Linked DNA regions of Danio rerio: region 2 is linked to region 1. A link is a contact called in public Micro-C data. All regions are on one chromosome and are shown on one strand. Each heading gives the region's core, a stretch centred on a gene start, on an enhancer-like site or on the middle of the called end of the contact. The rest is flanking DNA. Distances are from core to core; before and after follow the strand shown. Region 1 holds the start of bcl11aa (BCL11 transcription factor A a). Region 2 has its middle 160 kb from the start of bcl11aa.

The links. A called contact is a pair of places that touch in the nucleus more often than the background predicts.
Region 2: a contact with region 1 is called in a Micro-C map of caudal fin, with 5 times the contacts expected there. The contact joins the enhancer-like site here to the promoter of bcl11aa in region 1. A contact is called at or near these places in 2 of 18 Hi-C or Micro-C datasets (caudal fin and hematopoietic stem cells) and 2 of 4 datasets of contacts at active chromatin or transcription factors (caudal fin and embryo).

Annotation. Positions count from the first base shown.
Region 1 is chr13:29,069,908-29,073,453 of GRCz12tu, forward strand. bcl11aa (BCL11 transcription factor A a) reads left to right here and starts at 1,602. Exons shown (of 3, transcript NM_001040391.1): 1 at 1,602-1,761. The coding sequence starts at 1,707. It also overlaps a transcript of pdlim1 not described here.
Region 2 is chr13:29,231,234-29,234,779 of GRCz12tu, forward strand. It overlaps a transcript of pdlim1 not described here. Among named protein-coding and RNA genes, the nearest start is that of bcl11aa, 160 kb to the left of the region's middle. Within about 2 kb of position 1,923, at least 5 of the 62 cell types and tissues checked have an H3K27ac peak or open chromatin away from gene starts, as enhancers often do. A contact at or near this core is called in caudal fin, where this site is marked.

The DNA.
Region 1 (3,546 bases), core at 352-2,851:
GTGCGCTGCGTCGAAATGATATCAAAGGCTGGAAATACAAAATTCAGATCGATACGGTGCTTTTAATCATATGCACTTGTTGAGAACAATGACCTGAAAAGCATCGGCACAGTCAGTGTGGTACAGTCGAGCGGATCCATTGGTATTCCCAGATAGATCTCGCGCAAAGTTGACCTTTTTACCCAGCACAAACCTGACTCAACTTTCGCGTTAAGATCTGACACCTCGCGTCGGAAAAAAACACACGCGCACCAACACAGCGATCAGTCTTGGTCCAGAAACAAAGATGTCAGCGTATAAGCCTGCAAAGCAGTTTCACTCACTCGCTCGCGGGTCACGTATTATCTCCAGCATTCGGCTTCAACTCCGATCGGTTCCCTATTGAATTGTGCCTTTTCCCCGCAGACTGTCACTTGTTCACGCAGCCTCTGCTTTCTCTGGAGTAGTCGCTATAGTCTAGTTGTACTTCTACTAGTTCGCAGGGGTGTCTCTCTCTTCCTCCCACCTCATGCATTGAACTAGCTTGTCATCGCGTTCGGTTATACGCTTCATGTCTCTTTAATTTCGAATGCATCAGCGCTGTTTACAGCATCTTTATATTTCTAAATCCACGCGGCGGTTTACTGACACCCCCTCCTCCCCCCAGTCGCCATTCTCTATAATCTGAACACATCTGAAAGTTATTACCCCGTCCCCTTTCTTTCTAGTGGGCTGCTCCCACAATCTATTCGTCAGTGTGTTGTTATATTTTTACAATTACACTCTTGTAGTATTTAAGTCCCACCTACATCGCGCGCAGAGCGCACGAGCAAGTATCCCATCCCGCTTTATGTGATGTGCCTTAAGTTTCTCTGAGCTGGAGGAATGTGGCAGCGCACGCGGCGGTTGAACCCTGCACATGCCCCGGCTCGGAACCTGTCTGTCCTGTTCATGCAACCCGATCGTGTCTCGCTGAAAAGCAGCTACCTTGCGCGCTACCTTTGACTGTTTGACCAGGAGTTGAGTCAGTGTGTTTGAAACACCATCAGTGTCCACTACGAAACCTTAAATGCGAGGCTCCTCTCTCACTGTCTTTGTATATATAGCACGTCCGGCCCCCTTGAATCTCCTGTCCATTGGCTTTTCGTGCTCTGTTTTCCTGCGTCCACCCCCAGAGCGCGAGCGCGCGCGGACGCACACACACACACACACACACTCCGCAGCGCACATTGCTTTCATTAAACATATCTCCCCCTCTCTCTCTCCTTGTGTGTGTGCTTGTCTCTCGCTCCCTCTTTCTCGCCTCTTGTCCGGCCCCCTGATCTTTCTGTCCATTGGCTTCTTCGGGTCTATTTTTCATGTCCAGCCCCTAATGAGTGTCCATTGGTTTTGTTATTTCCACTCCCTCCTCCTACTCCACGGCTTTGCCCTGCCCATGTTCTGTATGTCTGTGTCCATCCATCTCCTGACGTTCAAGTTCGCAGGGACGTCACGTCCGCACTTGAACTTGCAGCTCAGGGGGGCTTTTGCCATTTTTTCATCTCTCTCTCTCTCTTTTCAAAAAAGCCATGACGGCTATCCCACAATCCATCTTCCCTGCGCCATCTTTGTATTATTTCTAATTTATTTTGGATGTCAAAGGCATTGATGAAGATATTTTCTCTGGAGTCTCCTTTCTAACCCGGCTCTCCCGATGTGAACCGAGCTGAAAGCCACCACCAACCACCATGTCTCGCCGCAAGCAAGGCAAACCCCAGCACTTAAGCAAACGGGATTTTTCGCGTAAGTAAAGACAAATATATGTTGTGCCCGTTGCCTTTACCTGTTTTTTGGCTGCGTTGTGTAGCGTTGAGTTGCTGGAGAGGAGCGTAATTCTCAGGGAAGACACACTGGACATTGGACAGCGCAGCGCCGATCAAGTGGACTTTAGCGAAGAGAGCGTTCCCATCTCTTGAATGCCTTTACGCGCACCGAATCGCCAAAAAGTTTGTCTTCCATCGCTGTACTTGGAGAAGTTCGTGTCGACTCTGTGTTTAGGCGCATATGTCTTGGCTCTCGTGCCCCAGTCGCTTTGACCACTTAAGAGCAAACGCTCACATATACCGGACCGTGGTGGGTATATGCACGCGTGCTTTCGCTTGCTTATTTACTCTCACATCTCGTGGAGTGTCCCGCAACGCTGTCTGTCTGTGATTCTGGGCAGGATTTCCCCCCTCTCGCACTATTTTTGGAAGATTTTCAAAGAGTGGAAGCGAATTTTGATTGGGAAAAATCTCGTGTCCGACTGTTTACAAGCGCCGCGTGCGCTTACTACCCACTGCCAGCAAATAGAGCACGATAGTCTTCTGCCTGAGACTAACAGCGCAGAGTAAGACATCTGCATATAGCCTAATATCGTTTCGAGTTTTACACATTAACGCTTTTCTAACGTTTGAAGCAAAACGCGGTTGTGCAGTATTTGTGGGCTTTCGCTGAAAAGCAGTAGAAGAGTATTTTACGTTACGCTCTTTGCCGTTTCGAGTACATTTGCAAGGAGAGAAATACGATTTCTATTTAGGCCTGATTTTCGTCTTAAATGTCGTTGACAAAGGTAAGACGAAACCTAAATATAATGCAACTATTTGGATACAAATGTATCGAGAAAACCAGGCTTTTTATGCATATATTCGTAACACACTAACCTACTGTTCTTCCAGAGATCATGTTAGTTGACACACTAAACGTGCTTTGAAGGACTGTGATAAGTTGCATTTTTCTAAATAAAGTATGCTTCAGATTATATGAACCTGAAATGTTGTCAGGAGCTCGACGACACAACCATTTAGCTTCTATCTTTTTGATGTTTTAGTTTTGATGTCTGAAACGTAAATCTTCAAAAGCATTAGTCCGCGTTTTAATAGATAAACGTGTTTGACACAAATCCTGAGTTGTTGTAACATTGTAAAGTATCGTGTAACATTATTGGGTTTCCACACACAGGCTGTGGATCTCAGCGCGGGTTACTCTGCGCTTTCGCTGCTGCACGTGTCCGAAATCCACCGCTAGGGGGCACACGACGATCATAAACTAGACTCGAACCCGATCAGTTTCAGCACTATCTATATTTGACCATATGTTTGCAAGAGCGAAACGTATTGTATATGAACTTGTAACAGTTTTTTTTTTACCCCGTCCTGAACTGGCATGAATTATAGGATTTTTAAAAAAATGTCTTGTATATTTTGTAATGGATCTAGAAAACTAACATGACTTTCAGGTAATGCAAACAGAGCCAGTATCGATCTTGATAAACTTTGCCATCCAATTTATAATTACACAGAAGACGGTTATTTTTAAAGCAAAGAAACAACAAGCGAGCCTACAAACTTTTTTAATGAATTTATTCAAAACCCCTTTGAATTTCATACACAGAGAAGCTAATACTAAATCTTTTTTTTGTAATAAGATGCTTTTGAATTTTAGACAAATTAATTGTTTTTAAGTCTTTAAATATTTTTTAGTTTAAGAACTGATTTAATTTGAAATGCATATGCAGGTAATGTAATTTAAAACTATTGTGAAAACTCA
Region 2 (3,546 bases), core at 673-3,172, 160 kb after region 1:
AGGTATGGATAAGATGAATTAAAAATCACGTTTAACAACTATAGTTAGATGAGATCCAGCGGTATATACTTGATGAGCAGCCCGACTTGCGCTCCTCTCACCTGGGAAGGTGTAATCAAAGCACCCGCTGACTGCCTAAAGCTCAGTTGTGTGCAAATGCTGCAGCGCATGCCAGAGTGTGTGTGTTGTCACATGATGTGCGTTTTCAGCGGTGTAGTGTGGACATCAATCGTTGTCGTTCTAAAACGTCATTTTAAAACTCAAAACGTATTAGTGTAAACGGGTCTTAGGCAAAGTTATTTTGATGGTGACCAGACAATTTCACCCTCTTACAGCTTTCACCCCCTATTCATTCATTAATTCATTCATTCATTCATTCATCCATTCATTTTCTTTTCAGCTTAGTACCTTTATTAATGAGTCGCCACAGCGGAATGCCCTTCTAGCTGCAACCCATTACTGGGAAACACCCATACACACTCATTCACACATACACTACGGACAATTTAGCTTTCCCAATTCATGTATAGTGTGTGTCTTTGGACTTGTGGGGGAAACTGGAGCACCTAGAGGAAACCCAGGGAAGTGCCCAGAAATGGCAACTGGCCTAGTCGGAGCCCAAACCAGCGACTTTCTTGCTGTGCTACCCACTGCGCCACTGTGCCGTCTTCACCCCCTATATATATCATAATGTTTTCATGTGAAAGAAAACTGATTATAATACATTATAACTTTTTTTCACATAAAAATGCTCCAAAACTACACATTTCATGCGTGTTTCAGAAGGGTTTCAAATGAGCTCCAAGTGTGTATTACGTGTAATTTTGACATGTGCTCTGTGTTTTTTTCTGTTAGGACAGTATTTATTGGTTTTCATTATATGGACAAAAGTGCAATGGAAGACAATGGGAAGTAAAGCAAGTAAGTGAATAATGACAAAATCTTTATTTTTTTCAAGGCCTGTCCCTAGCATTGAGTTATATTATTACAATTAGCATTTCCTACCCATAGGGCATTCTCTCTCTCCTCTCTGCTGAGGCCTTTTACTGCATATTCAGCATATAAAACACTGCATTAAAAAGTGAGCAAACAATGCACAGCTCATGGATGCTAATGCATGGGTCAGGGGGACGGCTGAGGAGAGACTACTGATTCCGGGTGACACAGGTCAGCGAGAAGGACAGCGTTCTGTCCACGGGGGATCGACCGCTGCCTCTCCGCAGGGCGCATCCCAGACTGATTTGCATGGTTGTGTCCAAATGTATGTGTATGTGTATTCGAACGGAAGATCCAGGGAGCAGGAGGTTATTCCGATAAGCCTGCGGATGGGGCTGCTCATGCAGTCCGCTTTGCACAGGTCATCATCATCCTCATTAGAATTATTAATATCTCAGATGGAGGCACGGGGGGTGCACTGATGCGAGCGACTCTTCTCATGCGTTATGACAATGCCTGTCCCCTGTGTCCGGCCCTGGATCCAACCGGATCCGATCGGCTTGAGTCGGCCGACGCTGCTGAGATGATGCGGTCAGGGTGAGGGGGAGAGAAAATCATGGGTGTTAGTGCATCGCACGGCCCGGCCGCAACCCACAGGATATGCTGAATCCAGCATTCATTCCTTTCATGTCAACAAATGGAAAAAAAAGTTGCATGGCATTTGCATTAATAATCCGCATGCATTTGCCAGCTTTTACATATCATCTCTACAGATATGCGTATTCATGGGACGAGAGAGCGGGAAGAAAGAAATGTTTGCGCTCTTAATTGCTCAACACAAAAGCAGCAGCTTTGTAAACAAACGTAAACTCGCTGATATATTTGCATATTCATGTGGTGAAAGTTTTTTTCCCCTCAGAAGGTGATGAGGCTTGAAGTTATTTATTTTCTTTGACAGTGTGCATCTTTCAGTTAGAGGCCACCTTTTATTGTTTTGGCTCATTTATCACATGCACACATGCACACACTCACGCACACACCTTGTTCTATCCCCCACACATACCTTTTTATTAAAGTATTTTGGCTTTTCTTTAAAGCTTAACAGTGCTGCTACTAGGTTTTGAAACCAATAAAACAGAAACCGCACTGACACACACGTACACATAAACAACTAAATCTCTTTCTCAGCATATTATGCCTCTATTGTATGTGTCTTCTGTTTACAGTCAGTGTGTTGGCTGATTCTGCCTGATCGTGAGCCTGTAGTTCTGGAATCTGTCCACCAGGGTGTGTTTTAGCAGTCTTGCATGTCTTGGAAGGCTGTCAGAGCTAACAGAGGCCATAGGTCACTATTAACTCATCACTTTTAGAAAGAGTAAAACGTGGAATGTGAAAGAGTGGAAGTGCATCACAGTGCTCTTATCACCCATCTGCAAACCTTGACAAACATTCAGCAGAATCTCCCTCACATAAAATCCCCTCATATAAAAATTACATTATATTATATTATATTATATTATATTATATTATATTATATTATATTATATTATATTATATTATATTATATTATATTATAACAATATGTTATATATTATATTATATTATATTATATTCTAACAATATGTTATATATTATATTATATTATATTATATTATATTATATTATATTATATTATGTTATATTACATTATATATTATATTATATTATATTATATTCTAACAATATGTTATATATTATATTATATTATATTATATTATGTTATATTACATTATATATTATATTATATTTTAATGTATGTTATGTTACATTATTATATTATATTATATTATATTATATTATATTATATTATATTATATTATATTATATTATATTATATTATATTATATTATATTATATTATATTATATTATATTATATCCTGACTTTAACAAAACCTTCACTTACCCCAAAATCACAACATTTTTTAATGTATATGGTCTACATTTCTTTTCTTAAACTCCATTATAAATGTATTTCATAACTGTGTAAACAATAAACTGAGCTGTGTTTTCACATTAACTCACAAAATAAATTAACATGCACAAATGAGGTGTTATTAACTTTGCAACTAACTGGTGAGGTAGCTAACTTTTTGTCTTTAAATCAAGTGTAAGTTGTTGATTTCCCAACACTGCCTTAAATAATAAAGCACAAACAATGTCAAATCTAAACTTACTAGCAGCAGACAGCAGCCAGTACAGGCAAGTTTAATCAAGCGATGAGTGACATTTTCCCGTACTTCTGACAAGTGCCTCTTCAGCACATTCACACCTTAACTCAGTTATTTTAACCTCTCATTCGAAGCCCTTATCTGGATTTCTTCAACCCATCTATGATATTAAAAACCTATTGGTGTGGAGAGAACTGCACCAGATTGCTCAGAAAGGAGGTAAAGACTAACTTAAAAACAACCAAAACAAAACACTGCAACCTTCTGTTCTAATCTTCAACCACACAGTTAAATATAATTGTTTCAGTCTCAGACCGTCTTTTTGATGCACCTTTTAAAGTGAAGCTAAAACTTTTCACTTTTGCACCATTTGCGTAGTCACACATACTGTACTTATAGACA